Linked DNA regions of Sus scrofa: region 1 is linked to region 2. Evidence: chromatin contacts called from public Hi-C data. All regions are on one chromosome and are shown on one strand. Each heading gives the region's core, a stretch centred on a gene start, on an enhancer-like site or on the middle of the called end of the contact. The rest is flanking DNA. Distances are from core to core; before and after follow the strand shown. Region 1 holds the start of FGF1 (fibroblast growth factor 1). Region 2 overlaps FGF1 (fibroblast growth factor 1).

What was found. A called contact is a pair of places that touch in the nucleus more often than the background predicts.
Region 1: a contact with region 2 is called in a Hi-C map of embryonic fibroblasts, with 2.4 times the contacts expected there. The contact joins the promoter of FGF1 here to the enhancer-like site in region 2. A contact is called at or near these places in 3 of 5 promoter capture datasets (fetal skeletal muscle, liver and skeletal muscle), 21 of 47 Hi-C or Micro-C datasets (adipocytes, adipose tissue, alveolar macrophages and 13 more) and 1 of 2 datasets of contacts at active chromatin or transcription factors (skeletal muscle).

The regions. Positions count from the first base shown.
Region 1 is chr2:144,239,511-144,243,855 of Sscrofa11.1, forward strand. It overlaps FGF1 (fibroblast growth factor 1), which reads right to left and starts at 1,835. Exons shown (of 6, transcript XR_002341962.1): 1 at 1,405-1,835.
Region 2 is chr2:144,139,202-144,143,664 of Sscrofa11.1, forward strand. It overlaps FGF1 (fibroblast growth factor 1), which reads right to left. Exons shown (of 6, transcript XR_002341962.1): 4 at 2,594-2,697. Among named protein-coding and RNA genes, the nearest start is that of FGF1, 100 kb to the right of the region's middle. Within about 2 kb of position 2,625, at least 25 of the 83 cell types and tissues checked have an H3K27ac peak or open chromatin away from gene starts, as enhancers often do. A contact at or near this core is called in adipose tissue, embryonic fibroblasts, fetal skeletal muscle and 2 more, where this site is marked.

The sequences.
Region 1 (4,345 bases), core at 585-3,084, 100 kb after region 2:
GAGACTTTCTGTCACTAAGACATTTTTGTGGACGGAAAGAGGGAGGAAGGAGGAGGAGTTATGTTGGAGGAGTTTTGGCTCTTCATCCAGACAGCCCACCAAAAACGCAGCAGAAAATGGTAAGCAGGGACCTCGGCAGTCCTGCAGCCAGCCCCCTCGATTGTCTTTGGGGACCCCCGCCCGTCATCACTCTCAGGGCATGTGCTTTGGGGTGGAGATGACCAGACCCCATGGCAGGGCTGGGTGCAGTACCCACACTGGCTCTGTGAAACGTGACCCTGAGAGTCTAGCTAGAACTGCAGGGAAGGGGAGCACCGTTCTTGAAGGGGGGCTGTGCCCCCAGGGTGCAGCCTGGAGCGGCTGGCCGCCACCCTGCCCCCAGGATAGGTGAGCCTCCCGGGGAACAGAATGACGCAGGGACACAGAGCCAACAAATGCAGAGAGACAGATTCAGGGTGCCATTGCCTAGGCACCTGGACCCCACCTTCCCAAACCCCTGGCCTTGCCAGTTGCCTAAGTCTCTTCCAACTGGATTTCAGTCCATTGTCCCTAAAAGAATCTTGACATAGTCAAGGAGGTACCTTGTTCCTACCAACATTTTATTGGTTTACCCTCAGCATAGCTATTTGTGGTCCCTAGTGAGGGGCGGTGCGTGTCTCGGAAAAACAGTGCATGTGCCCAAGTGATGGAGACTTTAGCCCGTATCCCAGAAGCGGTGCAGGCACCTGTCCCAGGCTTGGGAGGCAGAGACTAGAGAAGGAAGAAACCATGGCTCCACAAAATTTCTCCCTTCTTCTTTGTCCCTGGGCTCTGCTTTCAGAGCAGTTCTTCCCAAACCCTTGATGTATTCCTTCTTGTTCACAACCAAAGAAATGAATTCTTGGATCTGTTAAGAATATTTTGCAGGGTTCCAAGACATCAGGAAGAGATAGGGTAAGAGGCGGGGGAGGAAGCTCTGCAGACCACATTTGCATTTTCTCCTTTTTGCCCAATGACAAGGGTTCAGCTGGCATCCTTTTGTTTATTTCCTATTTGAGGCAGAGCTTTTCAAAGCTAGACATTAACGTGACTGTAATGGAATCTGTCTAATGGTTCTTCGGAGAAATGTCTTCTTGGATCTCAGCAAAGATAATTCACTTGGTAGGAACCCCTTCCTGCTTCCCTGCTAAGCATTAGACTCACCCAGTTCTTTCTGGAAGCAGGCTGGCCTCCGAGTGAGAGAGGAGAGTGCAGGAATGTTTTACCCCAGCATCCATCACATAGACTCACCCCCGCCACGGACTCAGATCAGGGAGGAGAAGAGGGAGAAGGGGCGTGTGGAGAGCATGCATGCTGAGCATAAGCCTGAAGCCAGGCAGAACGTCCACCGCAATCTGAGCCCCCTGGAGAAACAGGCGCACTCACCTTGGAGCTTTGGCTCTGGGGCGCTTTCTCTCTGGGGCGACGGCAGCTGCGACAGCCTACAAGGTCCACACTGTCCTAGCAGGTCCACTGCAGGCCAGCTGGGCTGCGGCAGGAGGAAGGGATTTCCCATCCTCCATCAGCAGGGAGTGTCCTTCACCAAAGGAGGCGATGCCCTTTTTCCCTGGAGTGCGGGCGGCTGGGTCTGCGGTCCTCTCTCTCCCGCTCCCTCACTGCTGTGACTGGGGCTCGAGGGGGCCCCAGAGAAGGGGCTGCCTGCAGACGGCAGCCCACGCCCGCCCTGATCCAGGTCGTTGGTTCCCCAGCCTTGGGGAGCCCCGAGAGGGAGGCAGGGGAGTGTATGGTGAGGCCACGCTCCCAGGGCCCTGACCAGGGTGGCTGGGGCACTCACAGAAAGTCCAAGGGCAAGTCCTTGTGCATTTATTTCTCCCCCCTCTCATGTGATTTTATTTTTGGACCAAACACAGAAGCTATTTGGGGGCTGGATAGATGCCAGATGAAAGGACAGATGTCCCATCCAAGCTGTCTCCGAGCCACTTTTGGAACCGGCCCGGTTACCTTTCCCTGTGCAAGGCGGAAGGGCAGCCAGAGGGTCTTTCTCCCCAGGTCACTTTTAGTATATCCGAGCAGCTAGTTCAGATTCCTAACTTTATTTCCACCAGCTCATCCCCACCCTTTGAGGATTCAGGAAGGATATGTGTCATGAGCAAAGTCACTGCTTTGTACTGCATTCCTACCGTCAACACACTTCTGGCTGCAGACATAAGAGCCCCTCTTAGCAACCTCGGGCGGGGGGTGTGAGCATGTGACGAGTCAGGCTCGAACCCTGAATCACAGAGATGCTGGCTGTTTCCCCTGGCTGTTTCTGCTTTTAACTCCTAAGCTTGTAAAACTTTAAATATTTAAGGAACTTGGATTTTCACCTCTGATCCTTCCTCTCCAGACCTGCCTGGGAAGCTGGGAAGCCCTCCTGCCTGACAAAATGCCACCTGCCCATCCTCCTCTTCGCGCCATCAGCATGGTTGTTTCTAGAGCCCTGACAGCTCTGCCAGAGGGGCAGAGGCCAGGGAGGGTGAGCTCGCAGAGCGGCAGCTTGCTGCCACTTTGCTCCCTGTCTCCTGAAGCTATAAATTATTGAGACTTCACTGTTGTTTTCATTTCTTTAAGAAGAAAAACAAAAACGTCCATGGTTGATTCATACCCATGACGTCACTCTTCAATTTCTTCCCCCAAACACAGTTTCTTGAAGGGGAAAAAGAATAAGGGTTTTCATCTGTGTCCAGTCCCAGGCCCTGATTCTTGGTACAGGATGGAGAGTCTCTGGCCTCCAGTCTCCATGAAGCCAGTTTCCTATGAATAATTCACTGTGCAAACACACACACCAGAGAAGACTGGGCTGGGCCGCCCAGGCTGGGCTCGCCACTGCCTCCAGGGGAAATTGCCCTTTCTGTCTACTGCCCTGGGGAGGAGCCAGGGAGATGGAGCCTAACAGCTTGTCCAACACTGCCCTCTGCTGGCCACTAGCATGATTCGCCCCAGGATGGTGGTTTTCAAGACTTTCCAATGGGCACCCGGGGTGGGGGGGGTTATTTTTAGAGAACCACTTTCCAGGTTCCCCGTTTCTTTAGGTACTTTTTCATAAAACTGGCTTGCCTGAGAACATGCCTGTGTTCCTAATAATCCTTCCCCTACTGGAAAGCATCCCCCTCACTCTTCACAAACCTAAGGAACCTTTGCCTCAAATATAGAAACCTCTAAGTTCACATTCTCAAACTGGAAGCTTCCTTTAATAATTGAATTCAGCTTCCCTCAATAACTAAGGCAGTTTTTATTTAACAACTTTGTCTCTTCTGTCCCTTGAATTTGAGGGAGAGCACTGTGAAAGCAAACTGTAGAGGATATTAGAGGCAGTAATGATGGGAGTTCCTCTCATGGCACAACAGAAACAAATCTGACCAGCATCCACAAGGACGCAGGTTCGATCCCTGGCCTCACTCAGTGGCTTAAGGATCTGACGTTGCTGTCAGCTGTGGTGTAGGTCGCAGATGCAGCTCGGATCCCACGTTGTTGTGGCTGTGGTGCAGGCCGGCAGCTACAGCTCTGATTCGACACCTAGCCTGGGAACCTCCATATGCTGTGGGTGAGGCCCTAAAAAAAAAAGAAGAAGAAAGAAAGAAAAGGTAATAAGAGTAACAGATTAGTAGATACATTTAAAGAATGATGCCACAGCTTAATTTTTTATTTCCAATATTTACAGTATATGGGAAGCTATTATCTTGAATCTATGTGAACTTTGGAGTGAATATTTAAGATCAATTTTTAAATGCGAGTATGAGTAACATTATTTTTCAAAATGGTTTTAGAAGGTTCAGGAGGGGCAAAGACTCTTGCTCCTGGAGTGCCTCTTGTTGACTGATCATCGGCTCTTATCCATCCATCCATCCATCCATGCATCCATCCATATATCCAACCAACACCCACTGAGTTTCTATGTGTCAGGCATTGTCTTGGGCTGACCCAACACACTGTGGGGAGGTCAGGAATGAGGTCTTAACCTTGAAAAAGGTACCTCCTTATCTGTTTGAAAGGACTGTGGAGACCCAGGAAGAAAGGCCATTTTAATGGGGCAGGGCGGGGAAAAAGCAGGATCAATCTTTGCAGCATCGGTTGTTTTTAGAAAGGCCCTTTGCCTTTGCACAAATACAGTCCGTATTATACATCAGTGGGAACCCCCTTTCCCCAGAAGACATTTGGCAGTTTCTGGAGACAATTTTGGTTGCTGCGACTGGGGTTGTGCTCAAGGCATCTGATGGGTGGAGGCAAAAGATACTGCAAAACCTTCTGCAGTGTCCTTGACAGCACCTCACGTCAATTATCCAGGCTGGCCCCCGAGGCAGTAGTGTTGAGGTTGAAAAATCCCTTA
Region 2 (4,463 bases), core at 1,375-3,874:
TTTGTCCATTAGGCTGTCAACCCTCCTGAAGGAAGAGATGGAATCTTGTCAGCCTGTGTCTACCCCCTAGACCCGGGGCCTTGCAGATAATAGGTGCTCGCTGGCGAGGCAATGAATGTAATTTGATTCTTGAGATCACGTAAAGCATTCGGTAAAGTGGACTTTGATTAGTAAGGAACCATGCGACAGGAAGTATTCTGCTCCTTATTCATCCATAGGCTAATGCAGTGACAACTGGGTGAGACACTCAGATCCTTTTAGAGCAAATGGGGCATCGGTGTGATATTTAATTAGGTGACTCTGCTGCCTCTGGAGGAACTTATCCAGACATGACTGTTGGATGCTCATTGTTGGGGGGGGAGGAGACAGGGAGTTTGGGACCCGTGTGGTCTGCCCACTCTCCTGCAGGGAGGACTCACCCCAGGACGCCCCTCAGTGGGTGTCAGGTCTGTGTGTGACGAAGCTGAGGACGGCCACATCCCCCACCTGAGGTGTCTATGACACTAGAGTGGTTGACACACACACACAGAATGGCTGAGTCACAGGCTGAGTCAGCAGGCCCGGTTGGAGATGCTCCATCTGTCTCTTACCCAGGATTTGTCAACGCTTACGATACACTTTGTGTGGTGCCACAGGCCTGGGGATTAAAGATGATTCGTGCCTATTGTTTTATAATTGTTTTCTTCTTTCTATTTAGCATGTTTTTCCCAGTTACATAGGTGACAGATGCCCACTGTAGGAAATTGGGAAATACAGAAAGGCATTCATGTATTATAAAATCAGCCATTCACCACTCCCAGAGATAAAGATATCTTATGTTTTAGAGCCTTTCATACTTATTTTTTAAAATAAATATGTCCTTTCTACACACACAGATTTGCATCAGGATGGGTGAATACCTAAATTGGTTAAGAGCATCAGGCAGATATCTGAGGTGTTTTAGAAATTCTCTTTATCGATGAGAGAACATGAAATTACTCAGCATCATATATTAAGATGACCCTGTGAATATTTCAGGCACAGCAGTCTTGTCCAGGACTATAGTGGGAGAAGGGGGAGGTCTGGAGCCTAGAGGAAATCAGATCGGGGGAGGGTTCTCCCTCAGATTTTTACGCAAGAGAAGGTTTTAATAAACGGTGGAATTGATGTAAAGGAGGAAAAACCATAAGATTGTAAATGTAAGCTCAGAAATAATGAGGGTTAGGAATTTGTAAACTGATTAGCCTGTAGCTATCACTGCTGTGCCAGTGGGCGGGTTCTGGGCATTATCTGACTCTTCTCGGGTATGTGAGTATGTGGTTGTTATCACCGATTACTGCCCCTGTTTCAGACAAGGCTGAGTAGGTGAGCAGCTTGCCCAAGTGGCGGAGGTGTGAGATTTAAGGGCGCATCTGAGATTGAATGATTGGTCTATTGATTTTATTATCGACTAGAAGACCAGGCCTTAAAAAAAAATATCTTCTCCCTTAGTAGCAGTCAATGCCTTGTTCCAAACCCTTTCAAGTTGTCCAAATCAATCGCTATTTCAGCAGACAGCTTACTAGAAGCTACCCATTACTCGGATGGTCTGTCTCCTGAGCCCTAGTGGGCAACGTGAAAACAATGAGCTGTGTTCACATCTCAGCCTCTGGCTGAGGTTACAGCTTCAGTTGGCAATTTAACAGAAATTAAAGGGAGCCCCAGACTAAAATCCCCCCCTCGCCCCCACCCGCTGGCTGCCTTTTGTTTGACATCTTCAGGAATGGAAGGAAAAGGATTGGGTGAAACCTTAATTTTCAGTTATGAGAAAGGATCATCAAAATCCAGAAATAATTTCAAAACCTGTGGCCATTGGCTTCAGCCCTCTTTCCATTCAAATAGTTTCCCAGAGATACCAATAGGGACCAAATCAGATTGCTGCTATTCTCTCTTTTCTCGGCAAGATCAATATGTACTGAGTCAAACACGGATAAGCACTAACTAGGAGAGGGATGCAACAGGAGATAAGGAGGACTTTAGCCAATAAACTCTTAGACTTTGCTTCTCCAAAGGGCAGCGATGTGGCTTTTCCATCTCTGCACCCCCTCGGTACCCAAGCCTATCCAGACACAGAAAATATTTGATCAATCTTGGTTGAATGAAGTTATTAAATGTTTTATCCTTTTAGGTGACCCTTCCAGAATGAAAAGCTTATTTCCCCAGTTTTATGCATAACGTATCAACTGCCAGCATCTGGGCTCTGCAATTTTTGTAAAAAAGCTTAAGAGACACAGCGATATAGCCTACCATAGATGCTCAAGAAACATTTTTGGAATGAATGAATGCAGCAGGACCAGGTATTCTGGAGCGAGTGACTACACAAGTTACTAAAATTTCAATCCATGTTTTCCCTGTGTCTATGTGATAATACATTGGAGTATTTTGAGAGAAAACTGCAAGAAATTCTTTTATGTTTGTGCCTAAAATAAGGCAGGGTGGAGGGTGGGAATCCTGCTGGAAAAAATAACAAACAGAGACTAATTGATGCTTTATAGTTTGCATCACTCAGTGTAACAAGATTTCTGGAAACCTCAAACCTTGGCCGCATCTGGAAGCGTGTCAGCCTCATACTTACTGAGCCGTACAAAAGCCCGCTGGTGTCCATGGCCAAGTACTGGCCAGTCTCCGTACTCTTTATATACACCTCCCCCACGCTTTCCGCACTGAGCTGCAGCTGAACTGAAATAAAAATAACATGAGCAAAAGTAAATAAACACGAAGCTTTTGCCGATAGGGCCTGGCGGCCAGGACAGTGAGCCATGGAAAATTCTACTCATTCATTTCACAGAGCCCTCAAGGATGAGCCTCAAATTAATCACAACACAGAAACACAGTTCCTTTTTCTTCACCCTCCAAAGAAAGCTGTCTACTGGGAATCGTGTTCTCAAGGGAAGGAGAGATGGGGGCAGGCGCCCCCACTGGGCTACCTTCTTTGGTACAAAATGACCCTGAGTGCACTTGGCAGGGCATGGGTGGGGGCGGAAATGGCATTTACTCTCCTGGCTCCATCACCACGGTGATGGTGGGGTACTGTAGCGTGGCAGCCAGCCAGCCTGAGGGTGTTCAGCTCAGTTATCAACCTGCTCCGGTGGGGGTGCCCTTTTATGGCCCGGGCCTTCCTGGCGTGGGAGCTTCCTGTGGACACTGTTACTTGTAAAAATCTGATAGTGTTATTGTCCCAAATAGAGGAGGTTCCCAGGAAGTTCGCTTGCTTGGCACCCAGGGAACTCAGGAAGCTCACCCACCGTGAAGGTCAGTCAACTCCCACCCTCTGTGGCAAACCCTCTGGCTACTGGAAGAGGGGAGAGCCTGGCTTCTGAGGGGGGAGAACAGAGCAGCTCCCTGGGAGGGGAACACTGGTTCTCACCTGGGGACGACTTTGCCCTACAGCCATGTCTAGAGACACGTGGCGTTGTCCCGTCTGGAGCCGGATGGTGCTACTGGCATCTTGTGAGCAGAAACCAAGAAGACTGCTAAACCTCCTGCGATGCCCAGGGAAGCCCTTCCCAACAAGGACTTAGAACATCAGCTCAAACATCCACATGCCAAGGCTGGGAAACGTTGAGGTCAAGGGCAAGGACTGAGATACTCTGAGTTACCCCTCCCGTTTATACCAACTGATGCTCCTGGGGTGCCTTGCCCTCTGCTGGGTACCTCACTGTAGTCCAGCTTGATGATTGCTCATTTGTTCAGGGGCTCTGGAGGGAGGCGCTTAGAGGCTTTCTGTTTGTGCTTTGAAATGCATTCCGGACCCTTAGGAACAATTGCTTTGGTCTCAACCATTGCGATGATGAGTGAAATCTATCGAGCCCTCAGTAGCTCTCTGGGAATCTACTGACCTCTGTAAGGGTCAAGGTCATCAGAGGCCAAGGCAGGGGTGCTGGAAGGAACCCCGGGCTGTCACCACCACCTCCAGACCCCTCATTGCTCTTCCTTGTTTTTAGCTTTCTGTTAATTTCTATGAATCAGAACTATATTCTCAGGTTTCAGACTTGGACACACAGAAGAGAAGGGAGTGGATGTCTTCCTCCTGCCTCTCCCAGGTTCCCACTCCCACCGGAGGGATGTAGGGCAGGTGGGACCCTTCCCCATCCTCCAGGAACATTCTCCCAGGGGGACAGAGCCTAACGAGCAAACTCCTCTTACACATATTTTGAGTGTGTCCTTCTAGAGAGATTTTATGCATGTCAGAGAAATGCACGTTTTCTCCCTCCTGCCATTTGTTTCCTGCACCAATGGTTAAGCTACCATTCAGCTCTGTATCTTGTGTTTTTTGCCTAACAATACACTAGAAATCTTTCTACTTAGGTACTGCAGGAGTTACCCTCCTGCTTTTTGCCCATTGAGTTATGCTCCATTATGTGGCAGCACCTTAATCGTGTAACCACTTCCTTATTAATCGCCCTGCATCTTCTCATTTCCCTCTGTTTTCCATATCTTCTGAT